Linked DNA regions of Mus musculus: region 1 is linked to region 2. Evidence: chromatin contacts called from public HiChIP or PLAC-seq data. All regions are on one chromosome and are shown on one strand. The core of a region is the stretch at or near the end of the contact, and the rest is flanking DNA. Distances in the headings are between cores, read along the strand shown. Region 1 overlaps Gm42048. Region 2 holds the start of Mvd (mevalonate (diphospho) decarboxylase).

What was found. HiChIP or PLAC-seq counts read pairs in DNA pulled down with a chosen protein or histone mark.
Region 1: a contact with region 2 is called in an H3K27ac HiChIP or PLAC-seq map of embryonic stem cells, with 5 times the contacts expected there. The contact joins the enhancer-like site here to the promoter of Mvd in region 2. A contact is called at or near these places in 1 of 39 promoter capture datasets (embryonic stem cells) and 7 of 115 datasets of contacts at active chromatin or transcription factors (embryonic stem cells, microglia, pancreatic cancer cells and 1 more).

The regions. Positions count from the first base shown.
Region 1 is chr8:121,838,984-121,845,981 of GRCm38.p6, forward strand. It overlaps Gm42048, which reads left to right. Exons shown (of 4, transcript XM_030243893.1): 2 at 1-2,421; 3 at 4,049-4,200; 4 at 4,709-4,919. Among named protein-coding and RNA genes, the nearest start is that of Gm42048, 8.5 kb to the left of the region's middle. Within about 2 kb of position 2,443, at least 57 of the 459 cell types and tissues checked have an H3K27ac peak or open chromatin away from gene starts, as enhancers often do. A contact at or near this core is called in embryonic stem cells and stem cell-derived neural progenitor cells, where this site is marked.
Region 2 is chr8:122,440,431-122,447,595 of GRCm38.p6, forward strand. Mvd (mevalonate (diphospho) decarboxylase) reads right to left here and starts at 2,992. Exons shown (of 10, transcript NM_138656.2): 1 at 2,864-2,992. The coding sequence starts at 2,936. It overlaps 9330133O14Rik (RIKEN cDNA 9330133O14 gene), which reads left to right and starts at 3,226. Exons shown (of 1, transcript NR_045696.1): 1 at 3,226-6,046. Gm51557 (a long non-coding RNA gene) reads left to right here. Exons shown (of 3, transcript XR_003947483.1): 3 at 17-266. It overlaps Gm20735 (predicted gene, 20735), which reads right to left. Exons shown (of 3, transcript NR_015497.2): 2 at 6,564-6,659; 3 at 4,838-5,211.

The DNA.
Region 1 (6,998 bases), core at 1,193-3,692, 600 kb before region 2:
TGAGGTACACCCTCTGTGGACTTGGTGGCCTAATCTTTTCCCTGACATCTGTAAGTTGGCTATAGGAGCCCCTCCTGGATGGGACTTGGAGGGGTACTCTGACATTCAGAGGGCACCTTTAACACCCCCTCCGTACGTAGAAAAACATTCGAGAGACCCATGGGGTGGTTGCTCTAACCAAAGGGATAGAAGTATGCTTCGAACCCATCCCTTCTATGTCTGCCCCGGGCCCCACCGAAGTCAGTCCCTCAATCCAACGTGTGGAGGTAAGGCTGACTTCTTTTGTAAGAGCTGGGGTTGCGAGACTTCAGGTACAGCCCGCTGGAAGCCCTCCTCGAGCTGGGACTATATTAGAGTAACAGCCAACTATTCCCTAGCGTCTTATGTACCTGGAGGATTTGACCTAGACGAGTGTACTGACTGGTGCCATCCGCTCCGTGTCACCTTCACTGAACCAGGAAAGAGAGCTCTGGGATGGACAAAAGGGTATACCTGGGGTCTTAGGATTTACAAGGAAAGATATGATGAGAGATTATTGTTCACTATCAGATTAAAAATAAAGACCCCCTACAATCCTTTAGGCCCCCCAACCAAGTTCACACCCCTCACCCATACAATTACTCAGCCTACTCCAGTGATTGCGGACCCCCTTAATATGGCCGCTATCACCCAACCTCCCACTCCTCAGGTACCTCTAACTATTACCCCCGAGATTCCTTCAAGACAGAGGATGTTTAACCTAGTGAGAGGAGCCTTTTATGCCCTTAACAGAACTGATCCAAGCGCTACTGAGGACTGCTGGCTATGCCTGTCCTCGGGTCCGGTCCGCCTTATTATAAAGGAATCGCCTTCAATGGAGATTTCAACAGAACCAGCAGCCATACTTCCTGCTCTTGGGGTACAGGACAAAAACTGACCCTGACTGAAGTATCCGCGAGGAATCCAGGTCTCTGTATAGGTACCCCACCTTCCACTCACAAACACCTATGCGGACAAATTCAGTCCGTGTCCAGAACAGAAGCTGATTACTATCTTGTACCTTCCCCGGTTGGATGGTGGGCTTGCAATACAGGACTTACTCCCTGTGTATCAACTAAGGTTTTTAATTCATCTCATGATTTTTGTGTCATGATCCAGCTGTTACCCCGTGTATATTATCACCCTGCATCCAGTTTAGAAGAAAGCTATGCGGGCCGGCGGTCAAAAAGAGAACCAATTACTTTAACCCTGGCTGCATTCATGGGAATAGGTATGGCAGTAAGAGTGGGGACGGGAGTGTCAGCTTTGATAGAAGGAAGACAGGGAATTCAGTCTTTGAGGGATGCTGTCAATGAAGACCTAGCGACAATAGAGAAGTCCATAGACGCTTTAAAAAAATCTTTGACCTCCCTGTCTGAGGTAGTTTTACAGAACAGGAGAGGTCTTGATTTGTTGTTCCTAAAGGAAGGAAGACTGTGTGCTGCCCTTAAAGAAGAGTGCTGCTTCTATGCAGATCATACAGGAATAGTTAGAGACTCTATGCAGAAACTGAGAGAAAGATTAGAGCGAAGGAAACGGGAACGGGATGCTCAACGGGGGTGGTTTGAGTCGTGGTTTGAATCACGACCATCTTGGATAACTTCTTTAATTTCCGCTGTAGCCGGACCAATCCTTATGATATGCTTAGCTTTAGTTTTCGGCCCTTGTATAATAAATAGAGGAATGGCTTTCATCCAGAGTAAAATTGATACAGTAAAACTCATGGTTCTTCAAAGGCAATATCAACCTATAGTTCAGGTAGATGAAGAGTTAAGGGACACCGACCTCTAAAATTCTATGATTAGAATTAGTCTAAACAGAAAAAGAGGGGAATGAAAGGAAATAAAACTGTAATTCATGTAATGTATGTTAAATAGCCCAAAGAGTTGTTTCTGAGCTTTGAAACCTGGGGCTGAGAACATAGCAGAACAGACCAGGACATGCCCGGGCAAGCCCATCGCCTCCCTAGCTCCCACCCCTCTGACCTAAGTTAAATGTTACAGGCTGCTGATGTTTAAATGGACCAATCATGTGAAACCGCGCCAATTCCTCCCCCAGCCCCACTCCTTTTCTATAAAACCCCCTAGCTTCCAAGCCTCGTGGTCGAATCCACTGTCTCCTGTTGTGTGAGATACGTTTCGACCCGGAGCTCCGCCATTAAAAAACCTCTTGTTGTTACATCAAGGTGTTGTGTTCTATTCGTGATTCTTGGGTGCACGCCGAATCGGGAGCTGAGTGGGGGTTTCCCCACTGAGTTCTTTCAATTGGAAGGCTGAGTCGCTTCATTTAACTGGAAGTTCTACAGCGTGAGGCATCATTTTAGGCCACAGGAGGCACACCAGAGAGCAGGCTTTCTTCTATCCAGACAGATAAACATATGAAGACATCGGCCAAAGGAACCAAGTAAGAAAGGGGGTGGGTAGGGATAGGCAGATGGTTCAGGAGTTAAGAGCTGACTCACTGGGTCAGTCAGCTAGCACTGACATTGTGAGCCACGACCATCTGTAACTTCTGTACGGGGATCTAGCGCCCTCTCCTGGCTTCCTCGGGCACTGCACCTGCAGCCGTGGTGCATAGACCTGCACACAGGCAAAGCACTCATACTCATAAAACAAGAATAAATCTTTTAAAGAACAAGAGGAGAAGGAGGAGGAGGAGAAGGTGGCGGCGACAGCTGGATGATGGTGGTTCATGTCTTTAATTCCAGCACTCAAGAGGCAGAGGCAGATGGATCTCTGGGTTCAAGGTCAGCCTGGTTTACAGAGCAAGTTCCAGGACAGCCAGGGATACACAGAGAAACCCTGTGTAAAAGCAAAATAAAATAACAAGAAGAAAGGAAAGAAAGAAAGAGGAGTGAAATGCAGAAGCGAACCCATGTAGCAGATGTGATGTCTCACTTCCTAGTTGTTTAGGGAGGATATGAATCCAGCTGTGCATTGCAAAGAAAGCTGAATTCTTCCTCTTTAGAGCCTTATTTAGCGACCTACGATCTGGAGATCCCTGTGTTATCCCTGGGCCTAGCGCAAGCTAGGCAGGTGCTAGCCATGTGCTCTTCCACTCGCCTGCATCCCAGCATCGCCCATAGTCTTTTTGTTACTTATGTCTAGTTTCTGCTTTTGTAGCAGGAGAGCACACTGTTGTTTCTGGTCCTTTCCAATGTGTCAGTGAGTTAGAGTGTGTTCAGTGTGCCCCTGGGGTGGCTGATTCTGCCACTGTCTTCTGCAGGTGTCCTGTGTGGTTGAATAACTGGTCTATTGGAAACTCACTGTTTAGATTTTCTATGGCAATACTTCTCAACCTTCCTAATGCTGCAACCTTTTAATACAGTTCCTCATATTGTGGTGACCCCCAACCATACAATTATTTTCCATCCCTGTGAAAGGCTCATGTACTCCCCTAGGAATTGTGACCCACAAATTGAGAACCACTGCCCTATGTCCTTATATATTGTTGTTGAAATCTTCTACTTGTTTGAGTCAAATCCAGAGATGGGAAATAGTATAATTTCCCACCATAGGAAAGATGTATCCACTTATTCTCTGTAAACAACAAGCATGTGCTTGAAGTGTGCACGTGTGGCTAAACGGGGACAGACAGCTGCTGGGAGACAGAAGGGACACACGCTCGCCCTGGCCTCTGGGAGGGTACAGCAGCTCAGGCTGGAGAATGGAGGATAAGCAGAGAGTTCATGAGTCTGGGAGTTCCAAACTGGAAATCCATGTGCAGGTGAGTGCATGAGTGCATGTGTGCACATGTGAGCAAGTGAGTGCACATGTGTGCGAGCGAGTGCATGTGTGTGCAAGTTAGTGCAGATCTGAAGGAGGACAAAGGGGACACTAGTCCTGCAGAAGCTGGGATTACAGGCAGTTGTGAGCCACCTGGGAACAGAGCTCAGGTCTCTTCGTGGACATACAGTATCTCTTAACCTCAGACCCAATTGACCAATCAGGTAAGCCAGCTCTTTGGTTTTTTAAAAAGATTTGTTTGTTTGTTTATTTATTTATTTATTTATTTATTTAATGTACATGAGTACACTGCCGCTGTCTTCGGAGACACCAGAAGAGGGCATCAGATCCCATTACAGATGGTTGTGAGCCCACCGTGTGGTTGCTGGGACTTGAACTCAGGACCTCTGGAAGAGCAGCCAGTGCTCTTAACCGCTGAGCCATGTCTCCAGTGCCAGTAAGTCATCCTTTTTAAATAAACATTTTTCAAGCTTCTTGTTATAGAGTTGCATATGGTTACCTTCTAAATAAAAGAATAAGATGACAAATAAAAGTGTAGAATTAAATATGCAATGGCCTATATGTCTGTTACGAGGCCACCACAACAGCTGCAAAACCACCTCTACCCCCAGAAACTTCCCTGTACTCTTATCTAGCCTTCCCCTCTGTATCCCTGTCCCAGGGTGCTCACAGGCAGTGATTACTTATCATTCTCAGGATGTTAGAAATGCAGTCATAAAGTGGACACCTTTGATGAGGACCTTTAGGACTCTGGCTTCTTTCACCGAATCTGATTGTTTTGAGAGTTGCAGGTTTACCTGTGAGTGTTACTGTTTCAATTCCCCATTCTCATTTTCATTCTCTCTCATATTCTCTCTCTCTCTCTCTCTCTCTCTCTCTCTCTCTCTCTCTCTCTCAATCTCCCTCCCTCCCTCCCTCCCTCTCTCCCTCCCTCCCTCTCCCAGGCCCCTCTTGTGAAAGGAATCAAACTCAGCGCCTCCTGCATGCTAGACAAGCACTCTACCACTGAATCTCCATCAAGCCTAGCAATTCTCTGTGTGCAAACAGACCGTCGTCCCTCATTTATCGCTGCACCACTCGGTGTGGATTTGAGCTGCCAGCTGCTTCCAACTTGAAGGTGTATTATTACTAAAATCTCTGCTTTGAACAACCTGAGCATGACTCTTATAGATATGTGCTTTCATAACTTTGGGCGGGTGTTTAGGAGCAGAGTGGCTAGATCATAGCTAGTTTTGTGTGTGTGTGTGTGTGTGTGTGTGTGTGTGTGTGTGTGTGTGTGTGTGTTCATGTAATCCTTTAACTGCCCAACCATTTTTCTAATGTGACTAATAGGTTTTCTTTGATGAAGAAATAAGTCAATTTGGGCTGGAGAGATGGCTCAGTGGTTAAGAGCACTGACTGCTCTTCCAAAGGTCCTGAGTTCAATTCCCAGCCACCACATGGTGGATCACAACCATCTATAACGGGATCCGATGCCCTCTTCTGGTGTGTCTGATGACAGTGACAGTTTACATATATATATATGTATATATATATAATGAATAGGGGGCTGGAGAGATGGCTCAGCAGTTAAGAGCACTGACTGCTCTTCTAGAGGACCTGAGTTCAAATTCCAGCAACCACATGGCAGTTCACAGCTACAGTGTACTCATATACATAAAATAAATAAATCTTTATGCACGCCTTTAATCCCAGCACTTGGGAGGCAGAGGCAGGAGGATTTCTGAGTTCGAGGCCAGCCTGGTCTACAGAGTGAGTTCCAGGACAGCCAGAAACAGAGAAACCCTGTCTCAAAAAAAAAAAAAATCTTAAAAAAAATAAATAAAATGAATAAATCTTTAAAAAAAAATAAGCCAATTTGAGCTGAATTCAATGAAAAAAGGCAGGTTCGTTTAGGAATGGGCTCCCAGGTAAGTTCACCAGCCTCAGAAGAGGAGACCAGAAAGGGCAGGCTTACAGAAGTAAAGGTTTTGATAGACTGTAGGCAAAAGAAAATGACTTGTCTGATACATGCTGGGCTTGTGCAGGGGACGCTGCATGGGGGCGGGGGGGGGGGGGGAGGGGGGTTGGGTGGCTGGTGACTTCAAATGAAGTGTGTTGGGACAGCTGTCAGGAATGAGGAACTGGGCCCTTTGTCCCTCTTTCTGTTCAGAGGCTTTCTGAGTGGGCAGGGTTGGAGAGAGAGAGAGAGAGAGAGAGAGAGAGCGGAATGAAATTTGCGGGACCACTTCGGGGAGAGAGGCAAGCTGGGGACTCCAACAGGACAGTGACCACACCATGTCACATCTCCAGTAACGGTAGAGAACAACAATCCTCTTGGCGCCAAGACAGACATTTTACCTTGTGTCACCAGGGTTGGAGTTTGTTTTTCCTCAGGACTGTGGATCCTGCTACTGCTTCATTTTGAAACAATGTTTTCAGTCTGTAACTTAAACATACTGGGGTTGTTGTTTTAAATCTTACAAAGTGAAGAAAAACAAAGCAAACAATGAGGGAGTTTCAAAGTCCCGTGTGGACTGCTCTCAGTCAGGAAGAGCCTAAGTTAGCACTGAGGGAATTTCCCGCTTGGATTGAACAGGGTCTTCACTTAGCTTCGCCCTCCGCTCCGTGATGCCGGAACCCTCCTGCACTCTTACTTATTTGCTTTTAGCATGGACTTTTCTTTCCAGCTCCACCTGGAACCCAAGTCCTAGCACAGGTCAGATAAACGCTCCTCCCCTGATCCTGGTCCTCAGCTCTGCCCCCTCAGAATTTTGTGCCCCACTCCCTTAACAGTAGGTCCCACTGACCTGATAAGGATGCAAGGAAGGAGAAGGAAAACAACCAGAGCGTCAAGGTAGCTCACACTGTGGAGCAGACAACACAGCCCAGGTGTGTATGGTAGATGCACAGTGCTGGGTTCCAGGTCATCCCGGGCCACAGGGAGAATCAGACTGAGATGTATGGGGGGTGGGAGTGGCTTCCAACCCTTGCCCACTTCACCTGGCTTCTGCACAGCCCTAGGCTTCCAGGATGTGTGTGGTCTGTGTTCTGAGTGCCTAATAACGTGTCTCTGTGCTGGCTGGTCTTATGTCAACATGACACACAGACTAGAGTTATCTGACCGGAGGGAACGAAACTGCTTCCATAAAAATCCAGCTGTAAGACTTTTCTTTTTTTCTTTTCGAGACAGGGTTTCTCTGTATAGCCCTGGCTGTCCTGGAACTCACTTTGTAGACCAGGCTGGCCTCGAAC
Region 2 (7,165 bases), core at 1,742-4,241:
TTCTCTCACTGCCCAGATACAGCCGAGGGCGTTTACCAGGAATCATGTGCCTATGTGGCTGGTGGTCTATCTCCTCCACCTGCTTGTCCGCCCAGAGGAGTCCGGGTCCTGACCGTGTCCCAGATGGTACCGATCAGAACGGCCCCTCTGCCCAGGACTCCCGCGACCCCAAGCACAGTCAAATCTCCCAGAAAGGGCTGGAGCAATGGCTCAGTGGTTAAGAGCACCGACTGCTCTTCCAAAGGTCCTGAGTTCAAATCCTAGCAACCACATAGTGGCTCACAACCATCCGTAATGAGATCTGACGCCCTCTTCTGGAGCATCTGAAGACAGCTACAGTGTACTCAGATTTAATAATAAATAAATCTTTTAAAAAAAAAAATGTCCCAGAAAGCCTGAGGCGCAGATATCTGAGGGTGCCCGCAGCTCTTAGCTTGTAGCATCACACTTATGTCGGGTTTCTGCACATGCTTGGCTAATTAGGAGTTGTTTGGCCAGGCGATAACAAAAGACCCACTGGGCAGGTGATTTCACCCTTTGCTGCCTACAGACAGACATCTGCACACAGGTAGCTCTCCTGGAACCACAGGGCTGCTCTGAAGAACACAGAGCGGATGCCCTATGGCCTAAGGCTGAAGCCCAGCTGCCCTATACAAGACAGGAAGGAAGACCCTGGGGCCTCAGATGTAGGCACCGCTAGGGTATATGGCTTTGGGTACACTATTTTTTTTTGTTTGTTTGTTTGATTTTTGGAGACAGGGTTTCTCTGTGTAGCCCTGGCTGTCCTGGACTCACTCTGTAGACCAGGCTGGCCTCGAACTCAGAAATCCTCCTGCCTCTGCCTCCCAAGTGCTGAGATTAAAGGCATGTGCCACCACTGCCCGACTTGGCTTTGGGTACACTTATGTGGGTTTCTTCTTGCCCACTGGTCCCAGGTCAGCAACACTTGCATCAAGAAAACCCAGGCAGCTGAGTGCGACAAACTTTGTTTGTTTCAGCCCTGCCCTTGTTCCAAGGCTCTGTTAGCCTGGGAGTTCCACACTTTCCTCCCTGAAGGACAGCAGGCTGCCCTGGCTCAGCTGGCCACCTGGACTTCATCCACAGGGCAGATGGATGCTTCTCCCAGCCTGGCCTGCAGTTTCCAGAGGAGGCCTGATGGCTCCTGCAGGAACCCTACAGAGCCCCAGCAGGAACAAGTATCATACAAAGTAGGTGTATCTATCTGTCTGCCATAAAAGAGGTGGTGTCCCTCCTCCAATAGCTAAAGGTTATGCTTTGTTTTTTAAAAGATTTATTTATTTATTTCATGTATGTGAGTACACTGTTGTTGTCTTCAGACACACCAGAGGATCCCATTACAGATGGTTGTGAGCCACTATGTGGTTACTGGGAATTGAACTCAGGACCTCTGGAAGAGCAGTCAGTGCTCTTAATCACTAAGCCATCTCTCCAGGCCCAGCTAAAGGTTTTAATAGGACTTGAGTCTCAGTGCACAGCAGAAAACCATTAGATCTCACCCCAAATCATGTCACACCAAAAAGGAGGATCTCACACTGAGACAAAAACCAAAAGACACTAACGTTGAAGTGTCTAGAGATGCTGCAACTGCTGGCAAAGGCTTTAAAGCAGCCACCATGGAAGTGCTCCAAGCAGCAACCACGCAAAGAAGAAATGGCCCGCAAAGAGATGAAGTAAGAAATGGGGAGCTGGAGAGATGGCTCAGTGGATAAGAGCGCCGATTGCTCTTCCAAAGGTCCTGAGTTCAAATCCCAGCAACCACATGGTGGCTCACAACCATCTGTAATGAGATCTGACCCCCTCTTGTGGTGCACCTGAAATAGCTACAGTGTAATTATTTATAATAATTATTTATAATAATAAATAAATCTTTGGGCCAGAGAGAGCTGGGGTTGACTGGAGCAAGCAAAGGTACTAAATTCAATCCCCAACAACCACATGAAGGTTCACAACTATAATGTACTCATATACATTAAATAAATTAATTAAATCTTAAGGGTTGGCGTAGCACTGGTGGGAATACCAGCTGGGTACTGCCACCCCAGGGAACCCACAGATCATTAACAGAATGAAGAACTGACTCTTGTTCTCCCAGAGCTGCCAGGGCATTCTTCCTAGGAAGGATGAAAGTTCACACCAAAACCTGCCCATAAATGTGGCAGCAGTTTTCCTGGTAACAACAGAGCCCCTGTTCTAGGGCCTAAGCAACAGTGGGCAATGAAATCCTGCTGCGTCCACCTGGATAATCCTCGGGAAGAGCGTGCGTACTGAAACGAGCCAAACTCAAGAATCTACAGGCTGCGTGGATCCACTTCTAAATGACCACGGTGGAAGGAAGAGCAGAGGGAGACTGGGGTGAGAAGCCCTGGTCCCGGCAATACCTCCCCAGTTTACAAGTGTCACCAGGGAGGGAGGAAGATCTGCCCCTCACCAGCGCCCCTCGGATCCCTGCATGGCAACGCCCCCTTCATCCCTGAGCTACCCTCCCAGCCTTCTCCAGCCCAGCTACTCCAGATCCGGGACATTGGTCTTTCCCTCCAGCCCTAGGACCCTGAATCCCGGCAGCAGTGACCCTCATCTCCAGCCCTGTGCACATCGATCCCGGCACCTGTGCCCCGGTCTCCAACTCCCAGGCTCCCCGATCCTGGTTGTAGTAACCCCCATTTCCACCACTGTGCCCATGGATCTGACGGTGGCGAACTTCCCCCTCATTCCAGCCTGGAGGATCCCCTTTCCAGCCCAGCTACTCTGGAACCCGACCCTCGAGCCCAGGGGTCCCAGTGACTACAGCCTCCAGCTCTATGCCCCGATCCCGGCCGAGGTGACTGTTGTCTCCAGCACTCACAGTACTTGATAACTGCGATGTTGACCGGCGCCGTGCAGGTGACCATTAGGTCCTGAGGCTTTTCTGAGGCCATAACTGAGATGCTGGAGTCCCGAGCTAGAGAGCCCAGCACCGATTACCCGGTGTCTACAGACTCACGCGCTGCCATATGATTGGCCCGCTGGCCGGGCTTTTCCCGTGCTGTCCAATAGGCGACAGGCCGAGCCCATGATCCACTTTTTAGCCTATGGACAGGATCGAATGATGTGCGGCTGACACTGAGCCCGCCCCCGGTGCCTGCAAGCTCGTGGCTGCGAGCGAGAGGCGGGGTCCGCTCAGGGAGTGGAATCTACGCATGCGCAGGAGGTGGTATCTGCGCAGGCGTAGGAGGCCTCCTTCTTACAAAGGTTCCTCCTTCTGGCACAAGCACCACTGGATAGCCTGAGTGACCGTCGGGACAGCGGGGCCATCTGCTGCTGAAACAGCGGAGCTGAAAAAGGATACGCATCTAGCCTCTACGCTGCATGAAAAGCTCACTAGACGGTGAATCCGGAGGGATCCGCAGCCCAAGGTCGCGCCCGAGCCCCACATCCTGGAATCTTCTACATTCACAATCTGACTTCTCTTGTCACAACCTCCAGTCTCCTGGTCCCACAGTCTGGGGTCTCACAGCTTGCCTGAGGTGTCCAGCCGCCGCGCCGGCGGATGTACTGCATCCGAGATGGGCATTTTCTCTCCCAAGCTCCACACAAGCAAGAATTTTGTCGTTTTTTTTTTTTTTTTTTCCGTAGCTGAAATGGATCGGCACATTTCTGTGTCATTCTTACGGTACAGTTTAGTGACCTTTAGTATATTTACTTGATACAACCGTCACCTCTGTTTCCAGAACTAACCATCCATTCTCCAACAGAAACAGATACAACTTCCTGGTTCCACCTCCTGTAAAATCGTGGCTGTTGAATGGCTTAGAGTTCCGAAGATGTGCGAGCACACGATACCCACCCAGGCCACCAGTTCTGTTCCTAGGAGTGTGGATGGTACCTAATCCTTTCACAGCCTTCTGGCTGACATTTTCTACACAGTGAATGGGAGTTGCTTTTTTTTTCCATGCTGCTTTTTCTACGTCTGAGTTTCTTGGACACTTTCCAGCTGCACACCAAAACAGCTTCCTTGTTTGTCTAGACCGTCGGTAATTGACTCAAGCCGTCCCCCTTGGAAGCCATGCACCGGACTTTCCTTGCATTGTGTATAAGAGTGCTTGCGTAGATTCCTAGAAGTGGATGAACCAGCCAAGCAGCTATGTGCCTGGGGCGATGTTGATAGCTGTTGGCCGGCTGCCATCTTGGAAGCTGGATCGATTGCTCAGCTCTCTCTGCTAGAGCGAGAGTGTGTGAATAGGCCTTCTGCGCCACAGTAGACAGCCTGTCAGTCAGGCTGACAGCTGACCAATGGGAGTTCACTATTGTTTCCTTGTGGCTTGTGAGATGGCTCGTATTTTCAATTTCTCTTGCAATAACTTTTCTGCTTCATACACACACACACACACACACACACACACACACACACACACACCAGCAGAAAGGTGGTGTGTTTAATCCCAACACTCAGGAGGCAGAGGTCAGGTGGATTTCTGTAAATTCCAGGGCAGCCTGATCTACAGAGTAAGTTCCAGGGCTACACAGAAACCATGTCTTGAAAAAACCTAAATAAATAAACCCAAAGAAGAAGAAGGGGGGAGGATGTCTCTGTGAGTTCAAGGCCAGCCAGAAGTTCACTGTGAGATCCTGTCTCTAAAAAATAAAAACAATAAGTTAAAGAAAGAAGAGAACAATTAATTTACTCCGGAATGAATAGTTTCACCCATGGGTATTTTTGTACATTATCAGGTACAGAGACCAAGGTCACCTCATGAGCTGAAGGACACCAGTACCTGAAACCCCATATACTTTGAAGCTAAGAGTCAGTAGTAGGTCATCTCTCTACTCATCAAATGTTGTAAATGTCTGTCATGTTTGTGAAGTTCACTGTTAGGTCAGGGATACACACATGCATGAGACATGAAGGGAGGAGAGTCCACCAGGGCTGAGTGACCATCTGCTTGCACCTCAGAGCTTGGTCTGAACAGGCCAGCAGAGGGGACCAACGTGCAGCTGTGGTTCCCAGCCCAGGCACTGGGGACAGAAAACCTCTAAAAGCAACCTCAAAAGGGAGGATGCTGTTTGTGGATTTCTGTGCCCCTGTCGCTTGTCCCTTTGAACTCAGTTCCCTAGAGAAGTCTTCAGAGGTCAGAGTTGTTCCAGAGCACCTGGCCGGCCTGGGTAACCATAGAGACTGGTAGAGAGGTAGATTTCATCCAAGGGTTCTGGTTCCTTGTCAAAAACAAAAACAAAAAAAACAAGAAACAGCTCAGTGCAGGGCTGGCTGGCATGCGCAGCCAATCATGTGGGTGACTGTAGGCTGGCAGCTGTGTTTAGGGGGGCTAAGGTAGCAAAGGTCCGAGGGGAGGTTTGGGGCCTGGGCAGAACTAGGGGAGGAAGGAAAGTTGCATTGAGCAGAGGGGAAGGAGAAATGGTCGGGCCCACCCCAGGCTGGAATTTCCTTGCCCTGCCACAAGAAGCAAATCCCTTCCTTCCTCAGGCCGGGAGGGTCGTCACCAAGCCCTCCTCTGACCTGTGCGGGTTCCTGGGCACCAGCCCTCAGGAGTCATTGTTCCTTCCTTCCCGCTCCCCCTGGCTTGTTCTTTGCCTGGATTTTGGCCCCTGTCACTTGGCCCTGACAAATCAGGCCACTGCACTGGGCGACCTCTAAAGGCCCTCCTTTGTTTGGCCTCTGTGACCACAGCCCAACATGGCCTTTAAACAGGTATGCGCCAAACTTCCACATCTTCAGGAGTTAGGCAGCCTTACCTGAGCAGCCAGCCACTCCTTCCAAACAGCTGTATGCAATTCTGCCAAAAGTGCATGTAGCGTCACATCTTGGAGAGGAGCTGGAGTATTTGTGTGGGGAAGACTAGGGTGGGAGGTGTCCAGCTACATAGCCACAGCAGGGGACAGGGACTGGAGGTGGGGTGGGGTGGGGCATCATCTGTGCTGGGTGCAGACCCACCAGTGCGGCTGCTTTGACTTCACCCATGTTCCTGCCTATAACCCATTACCCATTGCTCTATCAGTAAGCCAAATAAACTTGTTAATTCCTCCGTGTGAACTTTGATGGAACTGTTCCTTAGTTTATCCAAGAAACCCTTAGTGAGAGGGGGTAGACATTGTTTATGTCTCCCCTAGGGAAGGCATTTTTGTCACCCAGCATAGTCAGTCGTCTGGCAGGATACAATAAAAGCAAGGTTGAGTGCGGGAAGAAGAGCACTGGTGTTGGCCCTGAGGTGGGCAATGAGACTGGCAGCTCAAGCTGTGCTACTTAAGGGGAAAGGACATATTGGCATGGTTTCCTATACCCATGAGGCCGTGGTATGTCCCCTTTGAGTATAGCTCATAGGGCAGCAAGACATGGGGATGTCTGTGGGGAAGATCTGGTGACAGTGGTCCTTACTTAGGTGTTAACAAGGGGCATGAGAGCCCAATGGCTGAGGTTTGCCCAGGGACCATGGAGATGCTTTGAGGACAGCTAAGGATCTAGAACAGCCCCTGGGAGTGATGGGGTGGGGTGGGGTGTAGCAAGCTGCTGCAGAGGCAGCCTAGACACTGCGAAGGTTAACAAGACCTACCTGAGGCTATGGTGGCAGCCAGGAGGGAAAGACATCACAGGATAAAGGGAGGAAGGCAGAGGTGGCTGACGTCTGTCCTCTGTGCTGGCCTCCAATCTGGAGAGGAAATGGGATAAAGAGAGAAGAGATGGTGGTATTAGCTCCCATCTTCTCAGAGCTTAGCTAAAGGGTAAAGAAAACTTAAATCAGGTCTGCATTGAAGAGCCCCTTCTGGAAGCCCGGAATCCACAGAAGGCTTCTGGTAGTCGAGATGAAGAGAGTAAAAGAGGCAGAAAACAGCGGTCAGAAAGGGGAGACTCTGGTCCAGTTCGCAGACATGGGGGACTTAGCAAGGGCCTGCTGGGGGAGACCATAGCAATCAGAGTACTCAGCACTGGAATTCAGCACTAGGGAAAAAGCGGACACTGAACCGTCTCTCACAGACTGATACAAGCGGCTGTGGGCTACAGGGACAGGTGGGATCCACGCGAGCGCGTGAAGAAGCAGAGACACTGAGCACGGTTACGCTAGGTTATGCATCCTCTAGGCTCACACGCTATAGGCAATAAGACTAAGACACTCGGATCCTCCAAAGCCTTTACTACTTCTTCACAAGGATCCCT